2 separate regions of the Mus musculus genome follow, and region 2 is linked to region 1. A link is a contact called in public Hi-C data. All regions are on one chromosome and are shown on one strand. The core of a region is the stretch at or near the end of the contact, and the rest is flanking DNA. Distances in the headings are between cores, read along the strand shown.

What was found. Hi-C and Micro-C count contacts between places; a contact is called where the count stands out from the background.
Region 2: a contact with region 1 is called in a Hi-C map of liver, with 2.1 times the contacts expected there. The contact joins two enhancer-like sites. A contact is called at or near these places in 3 of 484 Hi-C or Micro-C datasets (cardiomyocytes, liver and olfactory sensory neurons) and 1 of 9 other capture datasets (adipose tissue).

Annotation. Positions count from the first base shown.
Region 1 is chr12:83,371,563-83,377,355 of GRCm38.p6, forward strand. The region is part of intron 1 of Dpf3 (D4, zinc and double PHD fingers, family 3); the gene reads right to left. Among named protein-coding and RNA genes, the nearest start is that of Dpf3, 110 kb to the right of the region's middle. Within about 2 kb of position 4,044, at least 62 of the 459 cell types and tissues checked have an H3K27ac peak or open chromatin away from gene starts, as enhancers often do. A contact at or near this core is called in liver, where this site is marked.
Region 2 is chr12:83,443,728-83,449,355 of GRCm38.p6, forward strand. All of the region lies in intron 1 of Dpf3 (D4, zinc and double PHD fingers, family 3), which reads right to left. Among named protein-coding and RNA genes, the nearest start is that of Dpf3, 41 kb to the right of the region's middle. Within about 2 kb of position 1,669, at least 17 of the 459 cell types and tissues checked have an H3K27ac peak or open chromatin away from gene starts, as enhancers often do. A contact at or near this core is called in liver, where this site is marked.

The sequences.
Region 1 (5,793 bases), core at 2,794-5,293:
CAGATGTTACGAGCACTCACTGCTCTTCCAGGAGACCTGAGTTTGGTTCCTAGTATCCAGTTCAGACAGCTCAAAACCACCTGTAATGCCAGCTCCAGGAAATTTAATGTCCTCTTCAGGTCTCCACAGGCATGCACCATGTATGTGGCATAAACACACACACACACACACATACACAAACTTTTAACTAAAAAAAAATAATAATAATAATTGAACTCAAAGCAAGTCAATGCCCAAAGTTGAACCCACAAATAAAAATCTATCCTGATTTGTAGGGTGGTGATCTGACTAAACAGTCAATTTTATATCTGTGAATCTTTGATAGTCTTGGACAAGTGATGATCTTACTCAGTAAACATAATGTCAAGGCAAAACAAAAAACACAACCCATGACAATGATATAATTGTGCAGATAAAAAAAAAACAGTGAAAGCAAAAACCTAACATATAAAACACAGGCGCATCTAGGGCAAGAGCTAAGAGAGAAACCCAAATACAACAGCATAACCTCTGGCAGGAGAACCCGAGCCTTGTGGATAGAGAGGCGTGGAGGCAGGAAGGGGAGGGACATGAAGGCAGGAAGAGGAGGGGCCACAAAGATTGTGAGGGCAAACTGGAGAACTGAGTAAGTCATTTGAAGCACTGTTATAAATGTCTGCCCCATTTCCTCTGGCCAGTCCCTCCCTCCCAGAGGTTGTACAGCTACCAAAATATACCACCACCTGGGGACCAAGTGCCAAACTCAGGGCCCATGGCGAATAGCTACACTCAAATCATAACAGGTATCAAGAGTTCTTATGTTGTACAACTGACAGCAGCGTCCATTTCCAGAACTCTTCATTCCTAAAAGCAGAACTAAACAAGCATTAAACAGTCATTCTTCCCCCTTCCCCCAGTCCCCCGCCACTGTCTGCCTCTGTCATTTTGACTAGCCAAGTACTTCGTAGGATTTGGATCTTTTGAGGACAGCATATTGCACTTAGCATATTACAGCATTCTAGATTCGTCCATGCTGTAACGTATGTCAGAATACCCATCTGTTTTAGACTATTTCTATATCCCATACTCTGCTTATCAGCTCAGTGGTCAATGAAGACGTGGATTGCTTTCATGCTTAAGTCACTATGAATATAGCTATACTCTCTAGAGAAATCAGACATACAGGTACAAATATCGAGCCTATACTTTCAATTATTTTGAGTTCAGGCCCAAGAGTAGATTTGGTGGACCATCTGGAAATTTTTTTTTTAAAGTATCTTTCTGTTATTCACAGTTCCTGGGCCATTTCACAATCCCAACAGCAATACACGGGTTTCTAATCACAGCACATTCCATACTGTTTGTTAGAAACCAGGATTTTTGGTTTTTTTTTTTAAGTCAATGGGTCAGATCCTATTAAAGATTTATCATTACCATTACTAGTGTGTGAGTGTGGGGGCAGGGCACTGTGTGGAGGTCAGAGGTCAACTTTGCAGAAGCAGCTCTGGCCCTCCAATAAGGATGGAATTGAGGTGGGCAGGCTTGCTCAGCAATAGCCTCTACCCACTGGGTCATCTCACCAGCCCCCAACCAAAGGATTTAAAACAAACATCTTACAATTGGGGGATACAGCCATGGGAGGTTTCATTTGTTGTCATTTAATCGTTGGCAAGCCCCTGGGAAACAAACAAGGCTCCTCTCGCTTGTCACCTCTGAAGAGCCTGGCACTCACGCAGAAGGGCCAGCCTGCACAGAAGGTGTCCTGGCAGTGACAGAACCAAACTGCTGTCAAATCCTAATAACCACACAGCTGGAAATGACCTGGGGAGGGGAGCTGAAAGCCCATTAAAATGCTATAAAACGGAATGGCACGTAATCCAGTGTAATCAAAGATACTAACAAGGACCATGAGATTGATCAAAAATGAACATTTCCGACGGAGGGTTGCCTGTGTCACACCAGCCTGGATGGCTCCCCCACGCCACCCCCACCCCCCACCCCCCAGCTAAGGCAAAGCATCCTAGAGGAATGAGAGCTTTCATGGGCAGTTCAACCCACACAAGACGATACAGCCTGGCCAGGGGCCACCACCATAGTGATGGGAACTGGTCAGAATACAAGAGAGCGAGGTTGCCCATTGTCCATTGTTTGTTTTAGACAGGATCTCACCATGTAGTTCATGTTCCTACCTCAGCCTCCCAAGGGCCAAGACTACAGGTGTACCTCACCACTAGTCCAGGCTCATCCCATGATCTTTTAAATATATATATATATATATTAACTAGTTCAATCTAAGGAATTCTGGGGGGGGGACATAAAATGAAGTCCACAAAGTGCAGTAAAATTCATCTCCTAAAGCCGGGCATGGTGGCACACACCTTTAATCCCAGCACTCGGGAGGCAGAGGCAGGCGGATCTCTGAGTTTGAGACCACCCTGTCTACAGAGTGAGTTCCAGGACAGCCAGGGCTATACAGAGAAACCCTATCTCAGAAAAAAACAAAAAAACAAAACAAAACAAAACAAAACACCACTCATCTCCTAGAGGAAATGGGCTTTTCCTTCTTCCAGATGGACTTCTGGAAGCAAAGAAACACATGGTAAGACTTCCAGGTGAACTTCCCTGCCATGTTCTTCACTTCCAACAGCTTTGGTCCACACGAAAGGAACAAGAAAGCAAACTTACTAAGAACAAATAGAGAAGTTGGCCAATGTCTGTGCCTTACATCGAAAGGAGGAGACAGGGGAAGAAAGCCATGACCCAGTGCAAATGGGCTTGATCTTAAGTCCTTTCCACTCTGTGAGCATGCAGGTCAGTACTAAGAGGCACGCTGTGAGGGGGTGGGGGGACGTGTGTATTTTCAAAAGTGAAATCTTTGTATGAGTGAAACTTGTGATAAATATCAAATACTGAGTGGTGTCAGAGTTCTCGCCTTCCACCCTTACTCGGGTCCTTTCCTTACAAATGTCCTTTCCGATGTGGAATTCATAAATGAATAAATAAATAAAGTCCCAGAAGGAAAAGATTCCACCCCATGGGTGACATTTGCATTAAAGCCATGGGGGGCGGGGGGGGGAGCAGAAGGAATAGGGACAGGCTGGCAGCAAATGACTCATTTTGTGGAGTTGCGACCAGTGTGCCCCAGGCTGGAGCAGGCATGGACCAGCCTCAGCCATCACCTGTCTTTACCAGACCACGGGAGCTAGATTACCAAGGCATGATTGATGTCTTGGGCCGGAGGAAGCTGGCACCAGACAGGTTAGAGCGATGTCCTCATCAAGCGCTGACCCCAGGCCACTAAAGCCTGCAATCAGAAACAGAAAGGAGAGACGTTGCTGGGCTCGGGAAAAGCCTTCTAGTCTGGAACACCAGCTGCTAGGCTCTAGAGGGCTTCGTGAGGGTCGAGAGGTCCCTTTTTGGTCACAAATGGACAGAGGGGTCCAGTCCAGCTCTAAAAACTGGATATCCAGGGACTTTTTTTGAGCATGTCTATAGGGAGATGAAGTCCAGGGCCAGGAGGGCCCTCTGCTCCTCATTCAACCTGTTCCAGAGAACCTGGTCACTGGCTCAACTTCCTGTCACTGCCGTGAGATCATGCTCAGGTCCAGCCCTCTAAGCAGACACTCGTCCTGATTGTCCCACAGGTCCTGTGCTCACAACTAAGGACATGTGCCGCGCCGTACTTCAAACACATGCCCATCCAGGCGTGACGGAGCATGCCTACAATCTCAGTATCTATGCAATGGAAACAAAAGGGTTACGAGTTCAAGGCCACCCTGGGCTACATAGCCCATCTCTGTCTTCAGTAGAGGGAGATGAGGGATGTTCAAAAAGCAAACTCCTCATCTTCTACCAAGAGCTTCTTTCCTCCCCAGCTCTCATTCTTCTGGGGTGGGGGAGCAAAGAGGGGGTCACTGCTCCCCACCCATGAAGCCGCCCTCACCCCGTCTGGCACTGAGCTGTGTCACTTTCCAGAGTTCTTGTCTATTCTCTCATATCATGTGGCCTCAGGTCCCCTTTTGCTGTTACAGGACAACCTTGGCCTACTGTTTGTGCCTGTAAACAGAGATAAGCAGGACTTGAGCAACCCTGGCCAGAGATACTTTTGATCCCTCCTCCTCTCCAGCTTCCACCCTCTGCGGTGCCTCTGTCTGCCCCCCTGCTCCCCTCCTGCCTGCCCACAGCCTCACCCACCCGCCTTTCCCAGCCACCTGCAAACACACATGAAACTCACCTCCAGAGCACTAACACCCTGCTTTTTGCATGTCAGCATGTGTAACTGACACAGGAAGCTCTGCTCTCACTTAGCTTTCAATAAACCCTCGAAAGCTAACGGACAGTTTTTGACAGGGGAAGGGAACCATTTTAAGCCCCTTGATGTTGTACTGCTCACAGAATCGGCCCTTGAAAGAAGAGCTAACCACTAGGTCAGACTGAATTATGTCACCCCACATGCAAAAAAAAAAGCTAATGTCCTGACCCACCAGATTATGGTATCTGGATATAGAGCCATGGGGCCTTTAGAAGTAATTAGGTCGTGAGGGTGGTACCTGAAGAATCGGATGAAGATTAAGGAAAGAATAAACATAGGAGGGGTGACGGCGGGATAGCTCAGCCTGGTAAATGCTTGTCTTATAAGCATAAGGACCCGAGTTTGATCCCCAGAACCTGCATTAAAAAAAAAAAATGCTGGGCACTGTGGCACATGATTCTAATCCCAAATTAAGGCAGGCAGAGCAGAAATTCAAAGTCGTGCTTGGTCACAGGGTAAGCCTGAGGCCAGCCTAGGATGCATGAGATTCAACCTCAAAAAATGAAAAATTAAATATTTGTCCCCATACATATACACTTGAAGACACATGCAAGAAGTCCCCACAGAGGGAGAGGGAGAGGGAGAGGGAGAGGGAGAGGGAGAGGGAGAGGGAGAGGGAGAGGGAGAGGGAGAGGGAGAGGGAGAGGGAGAGGGAGAGGGAGAGGGAGAGGGAGAGGGAGAGGGAGAGGGAGAGGGAGAGGGAGAGGGAGAGGGAGAGGGAGAGGGAGAGGGAGAGGGAGAGGTTCTAAAATCCTTTCTCCCCAATCATTTTCTTACATCTAAAACATCAATACTATTGCTGTACCAACTGAAACCTAATTCAATGTCTAGCATGTCTTCCCTGATGGTTGATGTTTGGGGTTCACTGGACTGTGAACCCCCAAGAGAACAGAGACTGTATTGATTGAGGGGGGCCACAGCACACAGCTGCTCACGTTGAGCCATGACCGCCTCCCAGGGACCAGCAGCTCCAGGGTGAAGGAGGTGACCTGAATCAGGGAGGCCAGCATCCCCTACATTCTGGCCTTGAGCCTGAGGCATTCCCTACATCCAGCACAGAACCTGGTACACAGTTGGTATCCAGGAAGTTGTGCTGTGCTCTGACCACCCTGTTCCCACTGGCCCAGGGGAGGAGGCATTTCCACTTGAACTACAACCCATATACCCCATATGTACACTTAGTCCTCAGTGTTAGATGCACATGGAAGTCTGCAGTTTAGAGGCCTGTCCACTTGCAGCTTTAGCAGGGAAAGTACGAAAGTCTACAATCTCTCTGTTAGTGCTCATCACCCAATGACTGGCTTAATGGCAGCCATCCCTAACCGAAATCATCATCGCTCTCCTTTCATTCCATCCTGGCAAAAAGAAGTCTTCCTCAAACCTTCTTTTAGCCTTTTACCCCTTGGCACAGAATTCAAAGTGGCTTCTAGTGATGCTCTGCCTCTGCCAGGCTGCGGGGACTAAGAGAGCAGGTATATAAAAGGCTGGGTACCAGGCAAGCC
Region 2 (5,628 bases), core at 419-2,918, 70 kb after region 1:
TATGAGCCTAAGAAACATCAGGCACCTTTCTTAATTCAGAATAAGGTGTGAGCTAAGCACTCATGTGCACCTTGCACCTTCTGATGAAGTTTTCTGACTGTACATAAAATCCAGAGAAGAGATGAGGTCGTCGGCAATTCATTTGAGACTCTAGATGGAAGGCCCAACTTCAATCAGCTCCCATAGGCAACAACAGAGCTTTCGTCTGCCTTAAGGGAAGGGGGATAAGCTAGTCTGACCCAGCCTCTCCGTTACTATGCCTACTCCAGCACTAACCACTGTCCTGTGGAGACTGAGATGGAGTCTTTTTTTTTTTTTGAGATGGAGTCATTTGTTTGTTTGTTTGTTTTGTCTTGTTTTGTTTTGTTTTGTTTTTTGTTTATTTTGAGACAGGGTTCCTCTGTGTAGCCCTGGCTGTCCTGGAACTCACTTTGTAGACCAGGCTGGCCTCAAACTCAGAAATCCGCCTGCCTCTGCCTCCCAAGTGCTGGGATTAAAGACGTGCACCACGAGCACCTTCCAACAAATACCACTTTCTCCCATATCTGCCCTACTTCCTGGAAGGCAGCAAGAGTCAGAAACCACACCTGTTGCAATGAGGCACAGAACAGAACTTTCTGGAAGAGTCTGAAATCCAGTTCCAAGGTACCAAATGCCTCAGACCACAGAGGGTGAGACAGTTGCCTACTCCAAAAAGAGAAGAAAGTCCTCCCTTTTCTGGTCACCACCTATTTTACTTAGATCTGCTAATTGCACCTCAGTAATCAACATTCTTTCTCTTTGTTACAACCCCATTATCAACTACAGACTACATTTCCCAGCATCTCTTGCAGCTAGATGCAGCATGTGACTAAATTCCAGCCAACAGCACAAGAATTGCTCCTTCTCAAGACAAGCCGCTTGCCTTGGATTTCCCCACCTCCTACCTCCCACACTCTGAGACAGACTTAAGGGTGCAAAACAAAAACTCCTGCATGTCAATCTAATATGCTTGCCTTAGGACTTACTTGGCAGATAAATCCTGTCTTAGCCATTCTATTTGGGGATCTCTTTGTCATAGCAGCTTAGCCTATATGCTAGCTTCAGCATCTCTGTACTCCAGGGATGGCAAAACGGCTCCGTAGGTAAAAATGCTTGCTTCTCAAGCCTACTGGCCTGAGTTCAATCTCAAGAACCCAGGGTGGAAGGACAGAACTGACTCCTAAAAGTTATCTCACACACACACACACACACACACACACACACACACACAGAGAGAGAGAACTGACTAAACTAATAAAATGGTTATACTTTGTCTTATTGTGTTCAACGTGCCCAAAAGCTCTTTCTCGGGGTTTGGGTCATAGTAGTTTCTCAGTAAATATTTGTGAACAGATTGTGGGGAAAGTGCCATTATGTAATAGATATAGAGCCAGGGCCCCAGAAGCTTATTCAGGGCCCTTAGATGATGCCTATCCAGGCCAGTTCTACATCTCCTGCTCACCTGAAAGACAGGCTAGAGGATCTGCGTTTAGGAAGTCATTTGCAGTGGGGACCAGGACTAGGTGACCTTGCGCTCAGTCTCCTGTCAGCTCTCTTCCGGGACAATGGAAGTTACATGTTACAATGTAACCTGTGTTACAACAGTAACAGCGTTAGCTGAGGTTACTGCTTGTCTCATAATAGCTCAGTCTGAGTACATACTGTGTGCCAGGCTCTGAACTGAACTCATGCGCTGTGGCTCTCGTGTCCAGCTACTCCTCAAAACAACCCCAGAAGGTAGGCAAATTAGCCCATCCAATCCCCCACAATGCCCCTCCAAAGGTCAGTAATTGGTCCAGCAGCAAGGCTAGTAACAAGAGAAGATCCAAGCCGTGGGCTCTCTGAACCCACACTTACTCTTTTCTTTACCACCAGCTGCCCTGTGTCTCTTTGTGTATGACGAGCTTCGATTCCTAACTACAAGGACAAATTTGGAGGGCTGGGCCAAGTTCCATGCTCGTCCCAGTAGATGCCCAGAGCTGTTTCTGATAACTGTGACTCTTTTCCTCTGTGCATGGCTGGCAGGGGTGTGCACACCCACCAGGCTACATGAGGGCAGAGGATAAACAGCCTTAGCTCCAAGTCCGTGCCAGCTCACTCCCGCCCTCTCCTCCTGCAGCATCCCTGACCTCTGCACCCTACCTGCCCCCACTGCCACCCACAGTATGCACACTTCCCCTTCAGCTGTCCCTGGATTTCCTACGGGCCTTACAGCAATCCTCACTGAAGCCCACATGCTGATCTAGCCTGCTGACAGAATAGTCCAAGTTTCCAATCCCAATTCTTTATCTACAAGAGATCGTTCTTTATGTACTGGACTCAAAAAGTCAAGTCAATGGCCCAATAGAGAAGTTTTATCCAGGTCTTACAAACCTAAGGGCATAAGTTAATATTGTGCCCAGACTTGTTTCCTGCCGGGTGTGGTGGCACACGCCTTTAATCCCAGCACTCGGGAGGCAGAGGCAGGCGGATTTCTGAGTTCGAGGCCAGACTTGTTTCCTGTGGTCCACACTATGTTTTTTAAAGAACTTGTTCATTATATTTGAAGCTTTCAGGATAAGGATGTAGCTTGGTGGAAGAGTACTTATCTAGCATGCATGCATCCCTAGGCTCCGTCCCATAAGAGAAAAACATTCTTGCCAGATATGAGTGTAGACACTAGAACCCTGGTGCTCCAAAAGCAGCAGAAGAGAGCTGGTGAGATGACTCAGCAGTTAGAAGCACTGGCTACTCGTCCAGGGGACCCAGGTTCGATTACTAGCTTCCTCGTGGCAGCTAACAACCATCTACAACCCCAGGAGATCCAAGTCTCTTCTGGCTTCTGCCGGCACCAAGCACACACATAGTACACAGACATACATGCAAGGAAAACATACATATGTATAAAATAATTTTTAATGATTTTATCTTATGTGCATTGGTGTTTGTGCTGTATGTCTGTGTGTGCCTGTCAGATCACTTAGAGCTGGATTACAGATGTGAGCTGCCATGTGGATGCTGGGAATTGAACCAAAGAAGGCCCTCTGGAAGAGCAGCCAGTGCTCTTAACCACTGAGCGAATAATTGTTAAAGGTGGGCTTCATAGCGAGTTCCAGACTAGCCTAACCAGAGCAAGACCTGATTAAAAATAGAGTAATGGTTTAAAGAAGTTGTTGGAGTTTGTGTACACAAATTCCTATTGTAAACCTATTGAGAGCTCTGACAACACTGGACTCCCCTCCCCCAGGTGGGAAAGTCTGGACATCCCATCAGGCTAACAGGGCCCTTCCAGCGCTCTCAGCTCTGCCACTTCTCCCATGAAGACTTCGCTTCTTTCCTCTGTAGAGCCTGCCGAACCCTCTGGCTCTGAGTCTACAACACCTGCACTAGTGTCTCCACACTGATGAGCAAACTGAGAGGGGAGGAAGAGCTGGTCCTCCTGCTCTCCAAGGTGGCGTCAAGGGCAAGTCCATGCTGGCTAACAGCACACAAGATCCATCAAGCTCTTGATGTCCCAAGCCCTACAGGGCTGACACTAGACAGAGGTCTCTTGAGCCAACCACAGCAGGGTTGCAAAGCTGTGAGCATGCATTGGGCACCCAGTGGGCATACAGTGGGCCATAGTGACCACACAGTGGGTATTTCTTTGAGAAACATGTCTTCTACTGTGTAGCATAATCATGACACTCGTCTCCTCCCTCCAGGATTTATTCTTTATCAAGTCTTCTGTAAATAGCCTATGAACCCTAACCTGCTAAGGGGTGACCTTTCTAGAAAGCTAATCCCTTCTCAGCCTGAATCCTTGATTGTGTCAACTCACCTAAGCATGTTCTAAGTAAACACTCCTTCTCATTCACTTGTAGACAGGTAACAATTGCCGGAAGCTGGCAGTCTCATGGCTTTATCCAAATCAGCAGGCAGTCTCCATGGAATGAAGATCCAGATTGCCAGATCTTCAGATTTTCCAAGTAGCCAGGAATACCATAGAAAGGAAGAACGGTCTCTGGACAGCAAGCCCTGAAATGCTGGAAAGGCTCTCTGAGGATCAGGTGCCAGACAGTTAATCTAAACACCAAGAAGTAAAGGCTGCTCTCTGGCTACCCTATTGGAAGGTCAGCTCAGCCTTGGGTGCTCTAACGCTCCTTGCACCCTGGTGCCATCCAAAGCCTTGAAAGAGGACTCCAATGTGCTTAGCTGGCTTGGACATGCAGTCTTGTCTTCTACGGTCACAATACAACTGAGGCTACCATTGATTCATTTTAATTCCGATTGGCATGACCTCCAAAATAGACCTTTCTTTGGAGACAAGGTTGCATGTAACCCAGACTAACTTCCACCTCAGCTATGTAGTCAAGGGTGACCCAGAACTTCTGATCCTCATCCAAGTGTTGACGATGGTGCCAGGCCAAACCCCTTGTCTCTTAACACATACTGCATTAACTGGCTCTTCCCCATAAGTAGCTCACAGGTTCCTTTTCTTCCGTTTACAAAGAATTCTTTGAGACGGAAATACTTATCTTGAAGCAGGGTGTCATCCTTGCCTCCCTGAACCTCATGAAATTAACATATCAATAGCCTGGCAGAGGGACTGCTTTGAGAGGTGACAGATTATAACTCCTCTTGCCTCTGACACTTAGGAAGCTTTTTAAAAAGAGAGAGAAGAGAACAATTTCCAAATGAGAAAATGTCACAGATGGCCACAAACCAACTTTCCCTGGGGGATGATCGTTTCGATGATAATATTCTTTCTCCAGGTTAAAAAACAAAAAACAAAAGCAAGATGGTGTATCATGCCCACCTGAGGGCTTCTTCCTCCCTGCTGAGGCACTGAGCCCTTCCACCGCCAGCAATGAGAAAGCAAAGGGCTCGGGAAGGTAATCATGACAGGCCAGCTCGTTCTGCACCTCCGTTGGCCAGACCAAGCACCAGCTAGAACAAGGGAGGGAGAGCTTTGAGGACAGCCTAGGGACTTGATAGATTCTCTCTCTCCTCTCCCCTCTCTCTCTCTCTTTCCTCTCTCTCTTCTCTCTCTCTCTCTCTTTCTCTCTCTCTCTCTCCTCTTCAAAGCAAAGAGCAGACATCAATTAATCCTCAAAAGATGCTTTCAAGGCAAGCATCACCCCTTTTGGAGCCCAGCAAGGGAAGTCGGGTAGTTGGAGGGAGGAGAGGAAGAAACAAAAGGAGCTCTGAGCTCTGCGCCCCAGACCTGGTCCTCTGGAGAGACTCGGGTTGCAGAGAAAGAATGAACCCACAGACATAGAATAAAGGAAGAGATGGACGGCAGAACAGCCGACCATCAGGCTACCTTTTGAGAGGTTTCCTGGTGCTCTGTCCCCTAGGAGGTCACAAAGCAAAGGAGGGTCAGAGACTTAGGCACAAGTCTATACCAGAAACCGGAAAAAGAGTTCCATGAACCAGATTGGTCTCCAAAACCCATCTACAGCAAACACATGGGCGGAGTTCAACCCAAAATCTGGGTCCCGTTTGCCACACTGAGTTCTCTTCCCCCAGCCCCCTCCTTTCCTAAGGAGGCAGGGCGGATTTGCGTGCATGCAGAGGCGGTGTCCTGCACAACTGGTCTTTGCATCTTGAGGAAACAGATCCAGGTAATCATACCCATAAGGATCA